Regions from separate parts of the Mus musculus genome. Here regions 1 and 3 are each linked to region 2. The links are chromatin contacts, called in public Hi-C and HiChIP or PLAC-seq maps. All regions are on one chromosome and are shown on one strand. The core of a region is the stretch at or near the end of the contact, and the rest is flanking DNA. Distances in the headings are between cores, read along the strand shown.

Region 1 (3,319 bases), core at 100-2,599, 870 kb before region 2:
AAAAAGAAACACACAGCCAGAGTTGGTGATGGCTCACCCCTGTAATCCCAGCACTTGGAAGCTGAGGCAGGAGGATTGGCCAGAGTTCAAGGTCTGCCTAGCAAAACCCTGTCAGAAAGAAAAGAAATCACATGTACCCTTTCGCTTAGCCTCTGTCAAAGCAACCAACAAATTCCATTGATCGCCCAGTGTCCGTTGCTAGGTAGGCATACACTTGATAGTGCTAGGCAACAGGCATGATGTGATCAACTCCACCAGACTTCAAAACTTTTTCCACAGAAAGATAAACAAGATATACTTAGCACCACACCCATCTAAACGCAGCAGCAGCCAGAAATACCCACCCCCCACCCCCCTCCAGCTGCTCAGGAAACACTGTCTTTTACGATCAAGATAAAGATCTAGCCTACAGTGTTCGGCCGTTCCTGCCTTCCAGGTTGGCCGGGACTCCTTTCGCCGGGGCCATCACAAACCGGACACACACACACACACACACACACACACACACAGAGACACGCTTCGGATCGCTGGCACACCTCCAAATACCTCGACCATCCCCGCCAGCTCCTTCTGCAACCGAAAAGTCCGGGCCACTGAGCATGCTCTGACCCTAAGACGGCCGCCACCGGGGAAGTTCCCAGAGCTTAGGGTTCCCGGCTCGGCGCAGCCAGAAGCGCAGAGGAGAAAGGGCAGGGGGAGGGGATGGAGTCTGAACTTGGGCACGCATGCCCAAGGGAACCACCGGGACCGGGGCAGAGACAAAAGCTGCTTCGCTTCCTCACACAAAGTTTAGCGCAGCGAGGGAGCCTCTGCGACGTCCGGAGAGTGACGGGCGGGCGAGCGGGCGGGCGGGCGGGCGGGCGGGCGCAGGGGCGGGTCGCCGCCAGCCGGCTGGCCGGAGTGTAATTCCCACCGATAAGCGCGGATCCTTATCTCCCAGACACAAAGCGGCGGGGCGCGCGCTCGGCCTAGGCCGCCTGCGCGGCTCCGCGCGCGGGCCCGGGCGTCGGTGGCGCGCCGAGGTGGCAGCGGCCTCGTCCGCGCCGGCCTCGTCGGCCGCGCGGGGCCTCCTTAGCACCGGGGCCTCCCGCGCTGCGCGGAGCCCCGTCCCGTGCCGTCAGGTCCCGCGTGGGGAGCCTCTAGGCCTCCAGCCTCACGCGGGCCGCTGCCGCCGGCGCTTGTCCCTCCGCCGGGCCCCGAGCGCCCGCCCTGGGGCCCCTCACTCACCTCCCCGCCGCCCAGGCGCGCTCTCCTCACGCCGTCGCCGCGCTGTGCACGCGCCGCAACTTTATTAGCAGCTCGGCCCCGGGACAAGCGCTCGGCGCCCGCTCGCCGGGGACCCGGATGATGAGGGGGAGGGGGGGCGGCGGCGGAGGGCCGCGGCGGCCGGCGCATGCGCGTCGGGAGTGGCCGAGGCCTGGCTTCTGCTGTCCGCAGCGAGCCTGGAAGTGGCACTTGGGTTAGCCAAGCTCACCCGCCTTATAGCGAAACGGTCGTCCTCGCTCTGGAGAGCTGGAGACCTTTCTAGCCAATCTAAAGCGTTAAAAAGTATCTTCAGCTACAACTTCGCCGTTTTCATTGATTTGTAATAGAAACCCTAAGAGACAGAGACCTCTGGCTGAGCATCAGATACCACACAGCTTACTAGATGTAGCCTTAATATTGCTCCCAAAGGGGGAAAATCCTCTGCAGGTGGAGATAGTGCTGAACCCGGAGCTGAGGACGAGTGGCCATTTCTCAGGACACAGTCCCAGCTGTTCACGGGACACCGCCCCACATCTGGAAGCCGGGAGCGCCTTGAGCTCTCAGGCTTCAGCAAGTGGAGGCTTAGAGGTGCTCGAGCTGTCTTACAGGGTAGCTCTGTACTAATCCGGCTGTCTGGCTTCTCTTCCCCTCCAAACGGTCAGCTTGGACAGCAAGGGAAAGCTTTTTAAAATAGTTTCGTGTTTATTTTTAAAGGTCTTTAAAACTGATCCCCCCCCCCCCCACACACACACACCGGTTTTCTTTTTGAGTAAATTGGAACTATTTTTAACCTTTCCCAGTCAATCCCATCCTCCAATATCAATTCTGTAGATCCCTAATTCTGACAGTTTCTCCTCACTTTTATTACCACCTCCTCCGCCTGAACCAGGGTCACCTCACTTGACACACAAATGCGGCGGTTTCCATGTTTCTCCAGACTCCAACGGCTTGTTTCTATTTGGAAGAGATTAAATAAATGCCGTGAGGAGGCGTTTATGGAAGCAGCCATGTCAAAGGGTGATAGGTGAGAATCCGGCCAGAGCTGGGGAACTAGAGAGAGAGCACCAAGGGAAGGCAGCAGCTGTGACTGCAGCCAACCATCCGCAGGAAGAAATGTGGCAGTGTCCGCCCATTATTGGCAGATCTTCTGGCTTTTCGAAGAAAGTTGGAAATGCATCTTTTTCTATACTAAAAGGAAATCACACATTTATCTGATCAGCTGCCTCTTTGTCTCTTTCCTGGGCTCCCTGACCTGCCCTCCCCTTCTCTTTTTTAGACATTGAGAAGACTCACCCTGGTACAAGCCAAACAAAACAAGCCCATGGTCCCAATATAGCCTACAGGCCATCAGTGTGCAATCTCAGGTCTCCATCTTAAACTTCTTTACTACATCATAAACTCTGCGCAGGAGGACTCTGTATGCGCCAACACTGCCTGGCTTACTGATTCCTGGCTGTTAAGTCTTTGCTGTTACCGGCCCTTGGAAGGCATGGCTTCTGGAGCCTGGCATGGATTTACAACTCCCAGACGTACCTATAACCCTACTGAAAGAATGCCCTTTTTTCGGAACTGATGTTTGCAGCCGACTTTGCTTAATATTGTGTGTATCAGCGCCGTTCCTCACTTCAAGAAACTATTAAAAATCATTTCACAAATTGTGTGCATATTTGTAAGAACACTTCGTGAGTACTGGGGTCCTGTCCCGAACCGTGGGTATAATCCTAAAAGCAAGTATTTCACTTCCTCAACTGTGTATCTGCACACTGGGCAAATTAACTTGAGACTCCAGGCTCTCGGGTGGCTTTGTACATTCAGGCCAGGCCCTCAGTTACAAGAGATAATAACACAGAAAGGAAGCATGGGGGCTTTAGCAGCCAGTAGGACTCTTCCAGAGAATTGAGAAGTAACCTAAACTTCACAGGATGTAGAACTCAGAGGGCCCAGTATACAGTTGTCAAAGATTACTGTCAGGCTTGCCAGAGGCATAAAGAAGTCTTGCTTAGGGTAATCAACTGAATCTAAGAACAAATGTGGCACAGTGTGATCTGACCAGATGATACATGATGCATGCAGT
Region 2 (3,367 bases), core at 792-3,291:
CTCCACCCACACAGCAAACCTTGATATCTCCAAATAAAAGGACTGCTGTGTCTAACCCAGAGCAGTGCTTAAGGCTTAGGCCCAGAAGGGCACACAGCAATAGCTTAATAACTGCACTGATACACTGCCAATGTATTAACACAATGGTGATGTGAACGACAGATGCTTCTCCACACAGTCCATGTAGGACCTAACTTCACCATTTCCCTGTCCCTGTCTGAGACACACTCCCAGGCGTTCCCACCTCGATCTGACTTGATGGACCTCCTATTTCATGCTATCCAATTGGACATTAAACAGCACATGTGTGTGTCCACCCGTACACAGCCTCCTGGGTCCGGACGTACAGGTGTGCACTGCCATCCTTGTATGATCCAGGCTGCTCTCTGACTGAGGGAGGTAGTGTAGCCCCGTGGACCAACCGAAGCACCTAGTGGGCTTCACTTGCAAGGAGAAATCAAGATACCCCAGGGCCTTAGTCAGCTCCCCGGAAAGCATCCTCCCTCCATCTTTGCCCAAATTCTGTCTCCCTCAATAGACCTGGCCCTAAGGAGCTGGGCACCTTGAAGCAAGGCCAAGGGAGTATGAGACAGTTCTGGCCCCACCCTGCATGTCTGCCCTTGCCCCCACAATTCTCACAAGGCACCCATCCAGGGCCCAGCTACTTCCCTCTGGTGGTAGAGAAGGTAGGAGAAGGACCAAAGGCAGAGCCTTGCAGTCCCCACCACTAACATACCTGTAGAGCCAACCCAAGAAATGACTACAGGAGAAGATGATGTCCTGGGCTCTGGACACTGGAGAACAGAGAAGTGCTTCTTTCCTAAGCCCTAGTCTACCCCATCAGTGGCTGGTTCAGGGGAGAGGTCTGCAGGTGAGGCCCAGAGACAGCCTAGGGGTCCTCCGTGGCTACAGAGGCAGGTCAGGGCCACCTCAGTTGTGACCTGTTTACTCAAGAAGCTGAAGTCCCTGGGCCAGTTAACAATTGTTGGATAAAATCCTTGGACAAACTTCATTGGAGCGTGAGGAGCTAAGGAGGGGACCACTCTTGTGAGCCTAGAGGGTAAAGTCTTTGCTTGGGGAGGGGGGAGCTCTGGAGCTACAGTTTCCTAGCAGTGTATCGGGAGAAAACCCAAAGGCTTCCTAAGCTCCCAGCCCAGGGTTGTGAGACATCAGTCACCTGGCCTACCAGGCCTCTGCTGAAGCCCTGAGAATTCAGAAAGTAGGCCCCACACTGGAGCAAAGTTACCCTAAAGGAGGGCAGAGGCTGGCAAGGCCTACCTGGTGGCTGCCAAAGACCTGATCATTGTAGGTGCAAAACAAAGGGGGATGTGGAAAGGCCACGGGCCTGGTGGGGCTCTTGGGGTCTCCAGTCCCACTCGCCATGGCCTAGAGCCAACAGAAACGTTTCGTCTGATTAGAAGCCGTCATCTCTACCCCAATTCCGGAAAATTGACTGCGGTGCAGAGAGGAAGGCCATGAGAGCAGCCTTAGGGGAGAGGGTCCAAACTAATTAGAAGACAGCATCCGGGGCCCATTAGAGCTCGCAGGCTGCTGTCACTCAGCCGGCCCCGAGTTCCTGGGAGAAGCGACTGAGGTAGGAGGGGCCCGTCTGCCCCTCGAGGACGACACCACCGCTGGGAGCTGCAGCAACCGGGAACCGGCCCCCCGGCTCTGCCACTGACTGCCCTGGCGCTGGCTCGGAGGCGCCGGCTCAGAGCGATCCTGCTCAGCGAACCTTCACTCATTCTAAGTTGTTCTCTCCCGTGGCTGGGGACTTGAGGTGGCCCAGACAGGAGTTGACTCTCAGCGAAACAAGTCACTTGGGGCCCCCAAGGTGTGCACCAGCCGCCCGGGGCTAGCTGGCCAGATGCGTTTCTTTTGTGCGGCCAAGGGAGAAATTCGTGTGTCACCGGGGAAGGAGGGAGAGGCGCGGTGAGGCCGCGGGAGAGGGGGGGAGGTGAGGCGGCGGGAAGGTGGCTGCGACGGGGAGGGCGCGGGCGAGGCCAGGAGGGAGGGAGGGAGAGAGGGAGGGAGGGAGGACGGCGGGGAGGGCGCGGCGCGGGCGGCTCGAGGCTGGATTCCGCCCGCGCCCGCTCCCTCGCTCGCTTGCTCACTCGCTCGCGCCCTCCCTCCTTCTCTCCCAGCCCCCTCCCACCGAGGCCCACCCCACCCACCACCCCTGGCGCAGGGACTGCTGGAACCTGGCTGCGCGCACTGTCGTTTTCAGACAGACTCTGCGGGCTCCGACCCGAGCCTTAGAAACCGGCCTCGAATCGGGACTGGGGCCCGGGCCGGCCGGGCAGCTGAGGCCGGAGCAGCAGGAGCGCGTGGCGGAGCCCCGAGCCCCGAACCCGGTCCCGCAGCCTGGAGAGGTCGATGGAGCTCGAACGGCGTCGCTGTGGGCGCGGGCAGCCCTGGGGGGCAGCCGCTTAGGCGCCACTCTCTTGTCCCCAACAGGTCGCAGCCTGGGCGGCCGGGAGCTCCCAGCCCCGGCCCCTGGAGCGCCCGTTGCGGTCCCCACCTCCATGGACGCCTTCAAGGGAGGCATGAGCCTGGAGAGGCTACCGGAGGGGCTGCGGCCACCGCCACCACCACCGCACGACATGGGGCCCAGCTTCCACCTGGCCCGCGCCGCCGACCCCCGGGAGCCGCTGGAGAACTCCGCCAGCGAATCGTCCGACGCTGATCTGCCAGGTAAACGCGGCTCCCCCAACCCGCGGCGGGCATCCAGCCTCCGCGCACACCGGGCGGCTTGGCACGCAGCCGGGTCCCCTCTGCGTCTCTGCAGCGAGGAGCTTTCTTTTTCCTCCCTGGTCTTAACCTGACGATGAACACGGAAATTTACACGCGCGTTCGCACGCACACGCGAAGTCACTTCCAAACAGTCCCCCACACGCCAAGCCCTGAGTGGGACTGGCAGCCCCTCTGGAGCAGGAGCAGATAGCACGCGGGAGAAAAAAGTTGAGTTTTCCCTAACTGGTTGCTGAGGAGTCGCTGGGGCTCAGGGCGAGAAGCAGATGTGCAGGGAGTAGAAGGGGTGGCCAGACAAAGTGCCCAAAGAGACACCTTGACAGATGGAGGAAAGAATCCTAAAAGAAGAGGTGGGGTCACAGAGCAGGCTAGAAGAGAGGGGTCCGTAAAGCCGAGCTCGAGCTCTGGGGACAGCGAGAGCCAGCCAGCTAGGAGGCGCGGCCTGACTCCCGGCAGAGCCGGCAGAACCCTGCTGCAGCGGGGATCCTGGCCCACGTGGACACCTCAGCCCAGAGCCACCAGGGGTCCAGCCAGGGTGGGTTCTCGACTCCACAAATCCCCCAGTTGTCTTTTAAAAAACAAAACAAAACAAAACAACCCCGATCTCTTGAGCTGG
Region 3 (3,522 bases), core at 1,019-3,518, 880 kb after region 2:
TGTTCTCTTTGAGAAGTAGGGCCACTCCTACCTCCATACCTTTCAGCAGCTCCTCTCACGGCTAGAGAGTTAATGCCCGAGACAGGCTCTAATCCCAGGTAGCTCTGAAGCACTCATGCCCACCTGTCTGTCAGCCCTGGGAAACCTCAGGCCAGCCCCCAACAGGTGTCCTGCCAATGGGCAATGCAGTTCTTCTTGAAGTGCAATCCTTCATTCCTGGTTTTAGTGCCCTCACCTACAAGTGTCTGTCGCCCCTGTCTGTAACGCTCACTGGTGCAGTACCATGCAACTACCACACGCATACAGCATGTTAGTACTCATCTGACCGTACACATGACAGCACTACCCATGCCACATCAGTGGTGCCCCCTGCCCCCATTACCCAGGACACATGTCAGTCCACACCATTCCCACCCAGGTGCTCACGTGGCAAAATGCAGCTCTGACCACACAGCCCCTCTCACACACATGCAACTCAGTAAACATTTCCTGGGGACCCATTCAGTGTCTGGCAGCACCTCCTCTGACACCCCCAGCTCATGACTATGGCCAGTCCTGCAACTCACACCCCTAAAGCTAACATATACAACATGAATACACAGCCAACAGCAGGCAGCCCAATCTGAGGGTTCGTCAGGATTAAAAGGGGAGGCCATTAGGAAGAAGGGCTGGTTAAAGTGAGGATTTAGGGTGCATTGACAGGGGAAGGAGGCAGAGCAGGGGGGACGAGGTAGAGGACTTAAGGGGCAGGATGGGGAGGGCAGTCGAGGCAGTGGTGGGTGAAGGATGCAGTACGCAGAGACTCTTCAAGGAACCAGCCATCGACCTTAATCATCTGGTCCTTGACGGAGCTCTCGTCTTTCTAGATTGGCAGTTCAGAAATCCACACCCTTAGGAGAAACTGGCCTTGCCAGCCTAGGGATCACCTCCCGGGAAGCAGGCTCTGGGGGCATCAAGCACCAAGAATTGCTCAGGCACCCTTCCCAATACCCAGAAGCTCAGCACTGCCAAATCCTTAGGGGCCAGGAGATTAGGGACCCCCACAGCTCGGTCTAGGTGCGGGCTTTGGGAGATTAGACAAAACCTCCCCCCCCCCCCAGGCCTCTCACGCAAGGAGGTGGGCTAAAAGGCTAGGTTATGAAGGGGCTGGTTAGGGTGGCCAACAAGACACGCGGGGAGACTGCAGGGCTGTGGAGTTTCTGAGAGGTTCTCAGAGCCCGCCAACCAACAGCCAACAGCAAACAACTCCCCTTCGCCCTCCTCTTCCCCCCTCCCACCTCCAGCAGCGAGGCCAGGAACCACAGGCCACCACAGGGGCCCCAGTGCTTTGACTACCGGCTGCAAGAGCTGAGGGCTGTTGGATGCCTCCACGCCTGAGTGTGTGCGTGTGCAAGCCTGTGTGTGGTGGGGACAGAGGAGGACACTATGTTCTAGACGTGGGCACAGGCCAGGTGCCAAGCTAGAAATTGTGAGTGGCTGTTTGGGGCAGTCCTACCTGGAAGAGCTGTCTTACCCCCCCCCCCCCCCACACACACACCCCATTTTCTGAGCACTAGCATATGGCCTTGAGTCCTTCAAGTCTTGTCTTTTTGTCTTTCCTGGATTATTTCAAACTGCCGTCGCGCTCCCCCCCCCCCCCCATCATTCTCCCGGGCCCGTGAAACCAGCAAAAACTTCCCCCACCCGGAGGCGTGGGGCGTCTACACTCGCCAGCCCCGTGCGCTGACAGCTGTTCTGGACTTGGCAGAAGCAAGGCTTCCGGGAGAGCGCACCAGGAAGCTGCGCAGCAGCGAGTGGCGGCCCCCGCGTCCTGCCCAGCAAAGTTTGGCCTCCGGGGGCTCCCAGACGGGTCGGCCGCGCAGGTCACGGCCACCTCCTCCCCAGAGCTAAGCGTTCGCGCGCACGGTCCCCCGCAAGCCTCCCCAGAGCGCGCGCGGCGTGACTCACCCGAACCACGAAGCCAGGCAGTGAGGACTATGCCCAGGAGCGCTGGCCACAGGCCGGGCCGGACGGCCATGGCCGCGGGCGGACGAGCGGGCTGGACTAGGGGCCCCGCGGGCGGGAGAGAGGCTGTCAGCGCCTCAGCCGAGAGCCCCACCTCGGGGCGCCCCCGGGGCCCATGCCAGAGGACAGCGCTGCCTCCGGGCGGCCGGCTGCGGGGCGCACGCGGCGCGTGGCTCCCCTGGGCACCCGGAGCGCAGCAATGCAGCCGGGGCGGAGCGCAGCGCCAGCCGCGCCGCGCACCGAGCCAGCCGCCGCGCGGAGCCCGCAGCCGGGGAGCGGGCCGGCGGGCGCCGCAAAATCCGGACTGGAGCGGCGGAGCGGGGCGGAGGCGGGGCGGGGCGGGGGAGGAGGGGCCGGGCGGCGCTGCGAGCGCGGGCCACCCCCTGCACCGGGGATCCCTTCGGGCAACGCCTGAGGCTCCCCCAGGGAGGAGCTGGGGTAGTGGGCGGGGAGGCCTCCCACCACCCCTCTCAGTCTCCAGGGACAGAGACAGGACTCTGGATCCCGGAGTGGATTGCTTTTCCGGATCTGGCATCACCCTGGTCCGCCAGTCGGCGCACAGGTGGCCCGGGAGGGGCCCCGGGCTGCGGCGACCCCGGCGCAGCGCCAGCCTGCGGAGAGCAGCTCGACTCTGGAGTGCCCCAGGCAGGTTCCGCTGCAGTCCCTGCTTGCACCCCTGCCTCCGGGCTGCGCTCCGAGATCGTCAGCGCGCCGTGGTAGGCAGCTGGCGGGCGGCTTGGATGGGGGACTGCAGGAGAGGTCCCGGGGCCCAGCCGGCGCGCAGGAGCCGCCAGGCCCCCACCGTCTCACCATCCGCCTCCCCAAGACAGCCTGGTGGGCTTCAGGGGCAAGCGTAGCAGCGTGGCCCCAGGCTTTCTTAATCCCTCCACGCCGCTGGCCCAAAGGAAACAACCTTAGGGCGCAGCGCAGCCTGTAAGGAGCGTCGTGTTGTTTGCGCCCCGAGCGCGCGCGGCGCTGGAGACGTGGGCGTGATGCAGGAACCAGAAGGGTTTTGGGAGCTACAAACTCCTGGGGTAGAATAGAAGTGTCACATTCTTCTGGCTCTGTGACCTTGGGCAAGTCACGGGGCGTCTCTGGATCCCAGCAGAATGACCGCTGGAGGATCTCCTATTCCCCACCCCCATTCCCTAAGCTGGTTAAAATAAACAGAAGGCTGCCCTAGAGAAGGAAAATAAACGCTCTCGGTGTGCACAGGGCGAGGGATCTGAAAGAGAGGGTCCCACTTCTGGCCAGGAGGAGAATGAGAAGGGTGAAGACGGTCACACACTCAAACGCCTCCAGCGCCGATCGATAATATAAATTGGTGCTGCAGGCCAGATGATATAAGAATGGTCTTGGCTTCCACAAAGAGATATGAGCTCTCCTATATTTCTTGAGACACGAGGCCCTCTCTCGGTCTGTCTTTTGTTTCCCACTTTTTATAGAGAAGGTTATGAAAAATGTTTTGCTTTATTCTGCTCTCTTGTATATGTGTATATCTGCATATGTATATGTGTG

The links. A called contact is a pair of places that touch in the nucleus more often than the background predicts. HiChIP or PLAC-seq counts read pairs in DNA pulled down with a chosen protein or histone mark.
Region 1: an H3K27ac HiChIP or PLAC-seq map of embryonic stem cells shows a contact between it and region 2, with 3 times the contacts expected there. The contact joins the promoter of Smad5 here to the promoter of Pitx1 in region 2. A contact is called at or near these places in 1 of 115 datasets of contacts at active chromatin or transcription factors (embryonic stem cells) and 1 of 9 other capture datasets (embryonic stem cells).
Region 3: a contact with region 2 is called in a Hi-C map of embryonic stem cells, with 5 times the contacts expected there. The contact joins the promoter of Unc5a here to the promoter of Pitx1 in region 2. A contact is called at or near these places in 2 of 39 promoter capture datasets (liver and stem cell-derived epiblast-like cells), 4 of 484 Hi-C or Micro-C datasets (all in embryonic stem cells) and 1 of 9 other capture datasets (liver).

What each region holds. Positions count from the first base shown.
Region 1 is chr13:56,701,040-56,704,358 of GRCm38.p6, reverse strand. Smad5 (SMAD family member 5) reads right to left here and starts at 1,349. Exons shown (of 7, transcript NM_008541.3): 1 at 1,228-1,349.
Region 2 is chr13:55,830,099-55,833,465 of GRCm38.p6, reverse strand. It overlaps Pitx1 (paired-like homeodomain transcription factor 1), which reads left to right and starts at 2,041. Exons shown (of 3, transcript NM_011097.2): 1 at 2,041-2,694. The coding sequence starts at 2,526.
Region 3 is chr13:54,948,157-54,951,678 of GRCm38.p6, reverse strand. It overlaps Unc5a (unc-5 netrin receptor A), which reads right to left and starts at 2,268. Exons shown (of 16, transcript NM_153131.4): 1 at 1,948-2,268. The coding sequence starts at 2,017.